Regions from separate parts of the Hordeum vulgare genome. Here region 1 is linked to region 2. Evidence: chromatin contacts called from public Hi-C data. All regions are on one chromosome and are shown on one strand. The core of a region is the stretch at or near the end of the contact, and the rest is flanking DNA. Distances in the headings are between cores, read along the strand shown. Region 1 holds the start of LOC123406222 (hsp70-Hsp90 organizing protein). Region 2 holds the start of LOC123401780 (vacuolar-processing enzyme beta-isozyme 1-like).

Evidence for each region. Hi-C and Micro-C count contacts between places; a contact is called where the count stands out from the background.
Region 1: a Hi-C map of leaf shows a contact between it and region 2, with 4 times the contacts expected there. The contact joins the promoter of LOC123406222 here to the promoter of LOC123401780 in region 2. A contact is called at or near these places in 2 of 6 Hi-C or Micro-C datasets (leaf and seedling) and 1 of 1 datasets of contacts at active chromatin or transcription factors (embryo).

Annotation. Positions count from the first base shown.
Region 1 is chr6H:398,107,827-398,112,605 of MorexV3_pseudomolecules_assembly, forward strand. It overlaps LOC123406222 (hsp70-Hsp90 organizing protein), which reads left to right and starts at 1,643. Exons shown (of 7, transcript XM_045099710.1): 1 at 1,643-2,698; 2 at 4,100-4,388; 3 at 4,524-4,609. The coding sequence starts at 1,793.
Region 2 is chr6H:397,984,450-397,989,273 of MorexV3_pseudomolecules_assembly, forward strand. It overlaps LOC123401780 (vacuolar-processing enzyme beta-isozyme 1-like), which reads right to left and starts at 1,529. Exons shown (of 9, transcript XM_045095631.1): 1 at 1,102-1,529; 2 at 18-182. The coding sequence starts at 1,326.

The sequences.
Region 1 (4,779 bases), core at 393-2,892, 120 kb after region 2:
ACCGCGTGTCGTGTTCCCCGCGAGATCCACCCGGACACCACCGCGTCGGCTTTCCCCTCTCGGACGCCCACGAACACCAAGTTGCAGTCCTCTTCCTTGTGCTTGGTGTGGAAGGGGAAGAGGCGCTCGCGGGAGCGGAGGAGGCGGCTACCTACGGGGAGGACATGGCCGCCTTGGTCCCCGATGCGGCGGGCTGGAGGAGAGGAGGAGCATGAAGAAAAAGCTTTTTTAGGGGGGACGAAGAAGAAGAAGCTTTTTTTGCAGGTAACTTGGAGAGCTTTATTTCATATGAATGTCAACCCAGGACTGTCCGCCAAGAGACTGGTCACAAGGAAGCTAGGGGTTATATCGAGCTAGCTGTCGGTCACATTCAAAGTGCAAGCATGTTTTACACAAAGATGAGCTAGAATATTAGCTGATCTATTAACATGAAGTAAGCTAAATGAAGAGAAAATGTTATTGAGCTCTCCTATTTCTAGAAGGATAGGAGCCACAGTTTGAGTGAGAATTGTGACGAGTGTTTCAGAGTTTAACCAACTCTAGGCAATCCACTTCCATGGACACATGAGAGAAACCCCTAAGAGAAACGAAGCGGACACCATCCCGCAACGCGAAGGGTTAAGCGATCAGGGGATTTGAGACCCCCATGTATGGTTTGCACCAAGCTTCTAGAAGGCTTGTCGATGAACTGCAACCCCTCCTGCACCGCCCCTTGCTTCACTACCCGCGCCCACACTTGGAGTCGGGAAAACTTAAGTTCGTCCGTCCTCATGCATTCATTGAACTCCGCAAGAACCACGACATGCTTGTTTATATGCCATGGCGATCCGTTCCAAACGCGATCTCTGTCGCGCTGGGTCTCAAATTCAGCTACGAACGTGTTTGATCTAACTGATTTGAACTTCAGTCCACGTGGGTCCCCATGCTGGACGGAGGGCATTGGTGATGGTCTGGATATGAAATAGGCTTCGGTGAAGGATTTTACCAGCTAGTAACCATCTGGTAGATTTTCCTTCGACGCGATCGTCGATCACCAGAGGGGTGGCATGTTTCTCAAAGATGTCCAACTTGCCTAGAGTTTCCTCTAGTTTCTTCCTCGCGTCTCGACCCTCCCTTGCACTGTTCCCTGCTTCCACATCGACGACATTGGGGGCAGTCATCGACGATCCCTTGCAGCGGACAACGCTCGCCCCGGCGAGAAAGCGGTACCACAGTCAAAACCCTAAATCGCCTACGGCGCCGCGAGAAGTTTAGGGTTTTGGTGTTCCTATGTTTATTACAATCTTGTATCATCCATGTAACAGATGAATTATTCTACTCCAAGAAGTCAGCGTAACGATGTTGACGTACCCCACGAAGAATAAGAAGCTGACTGTGGCCTCCTGCTGATGTGGTGAGTGCAGTACGCTGTTGTGTACATCCTGCGTACGCGAATACATAGGCCAGGACCGGTGTTACAAGTTCGAGGACCGTATTGTCGCTGTATTGGCAAGTTTTTTTTTTTGCTACGAGCTGTATTGGCAAGTTGCAGGACCGTCTTGGGGCACTTTGTGACTTCAAGGACCGTTGTGGACATTGCCACCAAGTTGAAGGACCAACGGTGCATTTTATTCCCGTGGGAAGGTTCCGGAACCCTTGAGCGAGCTCGGCCCGGCCCCGGTTTTTAGAAAACTCTGCTGCTGCTGCTCCGCCTTAATCCCCATCTAACCCCAGGATTTGTCCTCCTCCACCCAGCCGCCAAGCCTTCTCGAAGCTTCCCCGGCCCGCCCCCGATCCGATCGGACCGCCTGCCATGGCCGACGAGGCGAAGGCCAAAGGTAATGCGGCCTTCTCGGCCGGCCGCTTCGAGGAGGCGGCGGGGCACTTCTCCGACGCCATCGCGCTCGCCCCGGCCAACCACGTGCTCTACTCCAACCGCTCGGCGGCGCTCGCCTCGATCCACCGCTACTCCGACGCGCTCGCCGACGCCGAGAAGACCGTCGAGCTCAAGCCCGACTGGGCCAAGGGCTACTCGCGCCTCGGCGCCGCACACCTCGGCCTCGGCGACGCGGCCAGCGCCGCCGCCGCCTACGAGAAGGGCCTCGCCCTCGATCCCAGCAACGAGGGCCTCAAGGCCGGCCTCGCTGACGCCAAGAAGGCTGCGGCCGCCCCGCCGCGGCGCCCGCCTTCTGGCGGCGCCGACGCGATCGGCCAGATGTTCCAGGGCCCCGAGCTCTGGACCAAGATCGCTTCCGACCCCGCTACGCGCGCCTACCTCGACCAGCCGGATTTCATGCAGATGCTGCGGGACGTGCAGCGGGATCCCAGCAGTCTCAACATGTTCCTATCCGACCCGCGCATGATGCAGGTGCTCAGCCTCATGCTTAACATCAAGATCCAGACGCCCCAGGACTCCGATTTTCCGCAGTCCTCCTCGCCGTCGCAGCCACCACCGCAGCAGCAGAGGCAACAGCCCGAGACAAAGGCGAGGGAGATGGAGCCTGAGCCACAGCCGGAGCCCATGGAGGTGTCTGATGAGGACAAGGAGAAGAAGGAGAGGAAAGCTGCTGCTCTGAAGGAGAAGGAGGCAGGGAATGCATCGTACAAGAAGAAGGACTTCGAGACGGCGATCCAGCATTACACAAAGGCCATGGAACTTGATGACGAGGACATCTCCTACCTCACTAACCGAGCAGCGGTGTACATCGAAATGGGGAAGGTGAGGTTTATTGTACAGATTCCATGCCTTATTAAAAGCTAATATGAGGATCTGATCTTCAGTTCACACCTGCTGTTTGTATATGATTGGTTGCTATAAGCATTGGAGTACCGTAGCAGTAGTTTTGACTATCGGGCAATTAGGTCATGGTGCTTGCTGCATATATGGCGACTAGCAATTGTGAGGCTTAGAGGTTTGATTGATGTGGTAAACTGATCAACATCAAGGCAAGATGGTCTGGTTTCTAGGTATTAAGGTACAAAGGGGTTTTGGGGACTAATAATAGTACAATTGAACAAGGCCTTAAACTTACCATAACTTATTGGTACTGATAGTGTTAGGAAAATAAGGTGAATTAAATTTTGTCAGCTTGGTCTCTCCTGGGCTGTGAATAATTGATGGTCGCAGTTCTTCTTTACCGAAATTTTCTAATTGCTTCTATATCATGGTTTAGAACCTTAATTAAGTAGATATCTCAGAAGTGTGCCGCATGATACTGTCTTGGTAACCAAGTAATGCTTCCAAGTCTTACCACACTTTTCTTGCCACACTTCTAGCAAAGCTTGGCAAGAATATTTGGGATTGTCTGGGTCAAAATTATTTGCCACAACCATGTTGGGGCAAAGTGTGGTTTGCAAATTCAGTCCCACACTTGTGGCAACTTGTAACAGAAAATCTGAATCTATGATTTTTGTGTCATGTGGATAATTAAGGGTGTTAAAGCAGCAACTGTGGAGCGCCTGAACAAAATATATTTGGGATTGTCTGGGAACCAAATAGCTCCATAGTCTACTACAGGTAGTTCTGTTCTACAATGCATACTGGTATGGCTTAGGCGGTCTTTGACGCCTGCCGCTTGATGGAGCTGTGAATGTAATACAAATTAACATTGTACAGGTGCCATACTAATAGAAATTTTCTGTTTCCATTTTGAATATAATGACACACCCTTGCGCTTTGAATCTGGGTAGAGTGTTAAGGTGGTGTGGCATGCCACAATTGTATGGCAGAAAACCATACAGTTGCAAAATCTTTGACAGTATCTGGCTACTGTATATCCATAAAAGTTGCAAAGTGAACACCAAATATAGATATGACCCTTGCAGGGAAAGCTGCAATTTCTTAATATCAATCTGTGAAGGATTTCTACAATGTAGTGATGGAAAAGATTCTTAGAAGCACCTCAGTGCTCTTGGATGTGTTTTGCCTTAACATGCCATTTTTGTTTACTTTGAGGAGTAAGAGCCTAGTGTTATGATTAGAGATTTATGACCATCCATAGAGCTGATTAGTGTACTTAGATCATGCTTAGGACCCTCTCCTTATTCTCTGCAACTAAAGATAGCCTGGTAATATATGTTATTTCTTGTTTATTGGAGTCTTATCATTTCCTGTCTCCAGTTTGATGAGTGCATTGCGGACTGTGATAAAGCTGTGGAGAGGGGAAGGGAACTTCGTGCTGATTTCAAGATGGTTGCTAGGGCACTAACAAGAAAAGGAACTGCTCTGGCCAAACTTGCTAAGAACTCCAAGGACTATGATATTGCCATTGAGACTTTCCAGAAGGCTCTAACTGAGCACCGGAATCCAGACACTCTTAAAAGGTTAAATGAGGCTGAGAAGGCAAAGAAAGATTTGGAGCAACAAGAGTATTATGACCCAAAGATAGCTGATGAGGAGAGGGAGAAAGGTAAGGGTGGCATTGTGTTGTCTTCTTTAGTCTCCCGCACTCCTTTTATCTTCTTCTGGTAGTATCAGTTACAGATTTGTCTTTCGTGTTGTTTTTTATGCTCATGGCAGGCTTCCTTATCTGATGGTTTTATAGGTAATGAGATGTTCAAGCAGCAGAAGTATCCAGAAGCAATAAAGCATTACAATGAGGCTATCAGGAGGAACCCGAAGGATGCTAGGGTAAACTTTTTCAGTCCCTATCTGTTATTTTTCTTTTTAGTAGGTTAAGTGTAGATGCGATGGAAAAGTTTATTTCATTGTTTTGATATATGGAACCTCTTGGACCGTGTGATGATAGAAAAATCTTGGTGGTTGCAAGTTTTGCAACTTCTACAACCGATGGAACTCAG
Region 2 (4,824 bases), core at 279-2,778:
AAGCTACCAAGTCATACCTTTGGAACGCCAGCATATACATCTTCGCCCTCTGGGTGGTTGATGATAACCCCTGGCCTCGGGTTGAGAGCGTTTTTGGCAATGTCATCATACATAAACACCACGATGTTCTCCTCTTTTACGCCCCCTTTTCTCAATATCTGGTAGGCATGGCATATATCGGCCTGCAACAGCAACACACCAAAAACAAATCAAGAGGTCAACAAATGGTCCAGTAAACATAGCTGTTTGCTGGTATCTCCTTGGTTTCGAACCAAAGCAAGATCTAAGCCCATATTTATTGTATCAACAGGCAAAATGTTCAATCACGCTTTCAGTCCAGGACTGCTACAAAATTCCAGTGTGCACTAGCGATCTGATCAAAAGTGCAAGTATCCACATGATGAATATCTAGCTCTTATTTCTTTTGTCATCTACTGTCCAGCATCACCATTATTTATTCAGTGGCAAAATTTATCTCGGTTTCTACCCTTACACTAAAAAACAGAAACCATTTCCCCATTATAATCAAGCTGCTACCGACACTGAATCTCTCCTGAAAACAGCTAGCGGTGGTATACAAGATCAAGAGAACAAACAAAACAAAACATCACTGTCTGGAGCTTCCTAACAAACAGACAACTGCAGTTGGGGATAGCAGGATACGAATTAGACCATCAGATGTCCCTATTTGGAGATTCTTACGATTCTTAAGTACGGTAGTTCATAACTAGGATAGGAAAACCTTGGAGTTGTCAAGTTCTGCATCTGCCTCCGAGTACCAACAACTGTGCTGATTTCAGAACTGGGGGGTCGGGGTTAGTTTTGATTTGAGCTTTTGGGTCACCGATCAACCCCAAAATTGAACGTGTAAAACTCCAAATCCGCGAACTCCAACATCTCAACACCAATAATATCGGCAATATTGAGAACGGCACACTGATTGCCGCAAGAGAACTTCCACAGACCGCCAATCCTTCAGCTGTCACGCTCATCTCGTTTCAAGCAAAATCGAGCTACGTACGCAACAACAACAACAACAACAACGCGCCCAAACGCACGCATCACCACGCCTATGATCTCCGGCTGCGGTCAGCTGCTCACCTGGTGCCTGTAGTTCCCATAGCCGGAGGATCCGGCGACGAGCACCGCCCACCTCGTCCCGACGCCGTCCTCCTCCTCCTCCTGGGAGCCCCCGTCGCCGCGCGCCGTGGCGGGCTCCTCCTCCCTCGGAATCCGGATCACCGGGTCCCACCTCCCCTTCGAGGCGTCCGCTCCCGCCAACGCACACAGCAGCAGGAGCAACCCGAAGCACCACCACGGAGCCATCCGTCTGCGCAGGCGAGGTCGCAGCAGCACCACTGTCTAGGAGCACCGCGCGGGGGAGCCGAAACGTACGGGCGAGAAGAGCGGCGCGGGGTGCGGGGTAAAGTAGGCGCCTCGCCGCGCCAGCGCCTCCATGCAGGGAGGGCGGGCAGCCTGGAGAACTGACGCGTGGGGCGTGAGGTGCCAGGTGGTGGTGCCGCTCGTCGCCTTCCGCCGGCGGCGTCGTCTACCCCCCAGTCCCCCCGGTCAACAAGCCCAAACGAAACAATGGAGTAGTGGCCCAACAAACATTGGCCGGGCCTGTAGACAAGCAAGGCTTCATGATGGGCTTATGGGAAACTTAACATGTGCAAAGAGAAGGGCATGAATTATCTCAAACATAAAAAAGGAGAAGGGCATGAATACGCTTCCCACCGTGCAAGGCGCAATAAGGGAAGTGCTTAACGGGAGACGACGACGCAACGGCTCGTCCGGTCGCTCCAGTGGGGCAAAATGCAAAAATTTGATCAAAAACGAAATTAATTTGTAAAATAAACTATTCACAAAAAAAGTTATTCAAGTGATTTTTTTTGTGACGCCTTTGTCGTAGTGTGACGTCTAAAACCTAATGTGGTGCCTAAGGCATAGGCGACACACTACACTGTGTGACGCCTAAGGCAAAGACGTCACATAGTATAGTATGGCACCTGACCATCGAGCGTCACACAAAAGGGTTACCTGCGTGAAATTTTTTTAAACGTGGTTCAGTTTGTGAAGTATTTTCACTTCTGGGTCAAAAAAAATTAAATTTGTCCTCAAGTGACCGTGGGAAGAGTAAAATGCATCGTTGGTCCTTAAACTTGATAGCAAAATCCAATACGGTCCCTGAACTCACAAAATGCTTTGATACAGTCTCGTAACTTATTAATACATCGTCAATACGATCCTCAAACTTGTAACACCAGTCATGTCCTACGTATGCATGTTCACAGCTTACCGACTTGTCATGTCAGCAGGTAAAGCCCGCATCTATGCAAAAAAAAGCAGCTAGAGCTCGCAAATATCTCGTCCCCACCATAGCCATGTATCTCAAAGGAAACTAAGAAAGCTAGTTAAAAATATAATTTATGAGTCATAATTTGTCTCTTACCTTATTTTTAAAAGAGGTTTCTTGCCCTTTAAATCCGTACTTCTATATACTAATAATTTGTACGTGTTTTGCATGTTAAATTATTATGTGTGATCACAATACTAAATCATTTAAATTAAATGTAAATATCCTATGCAATAATAAAATTAGCATGTTGGGAATTCATGTATTGCTTTCTAAAATTTGTATCAAATAACAGTAGCACAACAAATTGCTCTTAACCTTATTTTTGCCCGATCTTTCTCTAGCCATTAAATCTTGTTAATGCTCTAAGGTTTAAAGGAGAAGGCCTCGATCTATATTTTCCCCAAAAAATATTCCCTAAAGACAATAATAAATTAGTTATTACCATATTTTTCTTGTTCATGATAATCGTTTATTATGTGTGTTATAATTGTATTGATTGGGAACTGAAATACATGCGTGGATACATAGACAACAAAATGATCATATAATAGAGGCAAAGTTGTCCCTGTCTTTTTATGAGATGGTGGTTATCATTTTCATGGAGTAGACTTTGACGATACGACTACGATTGTGTGAGGATGTCGCGCCTTCGCAATCGCTAAACCAACTCCGAGAGGTTATTGACAACGCCAGAGCACGATCAACCTGACCACGAGGGTCTGTTTCCTGCACGCAAACGAAGAACAAGCAAGAAACTAAGTTTGCAATCTGGATATTATGAATATAAGAGGTAAGCTTTATTGATGAAGGTGGGGTTGCGTGACGGATTTGTCTAGCCGTGGAACACAAACGAAGAACGCTAAGTTGCAGCTATGGCGAACTTGTGATCTAAACAAAACTCAAGTCTAAACGGCGTTCTAAGGGCTTTATATATGGGGGAAAAGAGGAGGAATTCCGTGACCCCTTGGAGGAGAGGTCCGAAACCGACCCTCACTCAGTTTCCCCACACTTACAGACTCTAAGAATAGCCTATAATGTGGTATTTCGAAACTCCATGGGCCTGACCCAAAAATAAGGTGGCACAACACCTATAATAGCCTATGGACGATATTTATGAAGTGACGTCTTGAATATTTCGTCCAAGCCTTCATGCTCTCCTTATGGTGGCTTCAAAGTGCGAAAATCACTAATGGAAACTCCATTAATCTTTCCCGCGCGTGCAGCTTCTACTCCATGCTTGATCCCGCTCCAATGGATATCCTTCTTGTCCATGCTAGGTCCTTCATTCATAAGTACAACAAAAGTATCTAACTTAGGCAGCATCATATGTTCATGAACTTTAGAAGGATTTTCAAGAAACAAAAGTACCTGGAAATTCAATTGGTGTGTGCGAGCTCTAGTAACTGGTCCAGTATGTATAGCAGCTGGGGGATCTGGGTGTAACAATGGTGTTTATGTCCTCATCATCCTTCCCTTCTTGAACTGAAGTCGTCCTCGACGGAAGCTCATCTTCCTCACCCGAATATGGCTTCAAATCTGCAATGTTAAAAGTGAGACTAACCCCAAAATCTGCACGTAGCTCAAGTCTATATGCATTATCATTTATTTTCTCTAACACCTTGAAAGTACCATGAGCACGTGGCATTAGCTTTGACTTGCGCAAATCAGGAAACCTATCCTTACGCAAATGCAACCAAACAAGATCTCCAGGTGCAAAGACAACATGTTTTCTACCCTTATCTCCAGCATATCTAGCATTGATGCGCTCAATGTTTTCCTTAGTCAACACATGCATCTTTAATATCAAATCAGCATGTTCTTCAGCATCAAAATTAACCTTCTTCGAAGATGGAAGAGGTAACAAATCAATAGGTGCATGAGGTAAGAAACCATACACTACTTCAAAAGGGCACATGTTAGTAGTAGAATATAGCGAACGATTATAAGCAAATTCAATATGAGGCAAGCATTCTTCCCATATTTTCAGTTTTTTCTTCAAAACAGCCCTAATCATAGTAGACAATGATCTATTGACTACTTCATTTTGTCCATCAGTTTGGGGGTGACACGTAGTACTAAAAAGCAATTTTGTCCCTGACGACTTGCTGATGGTGTTGGGGAACGTTGCATGGGAAACAAAAAAATTCCTATGCACACGAAGACATATCATGGTGATGTTCATCTACGAGAGGGAGATCGGATCCACATAACCTTGTAGATCGCTAAGCGGAAGCATTATTAAACACGGTTGATGTAGTGGTACGTCTTCACGATCTGTCCCACGAACCGTCTCGTGATCCGTCCCGATCAAGTGCCGAATGGACGGCACCTCCGCGTTCAGCACATGTACAGCTCGATGACGATCTCTGCCTTCTTGATCCAGCAAGAGAGACGGGGAAGTAGATGAGTTCTCCGGCAGCATGACGACGCGTCGGTGATGGTGATGATCTATTCCTGCAGGGCTC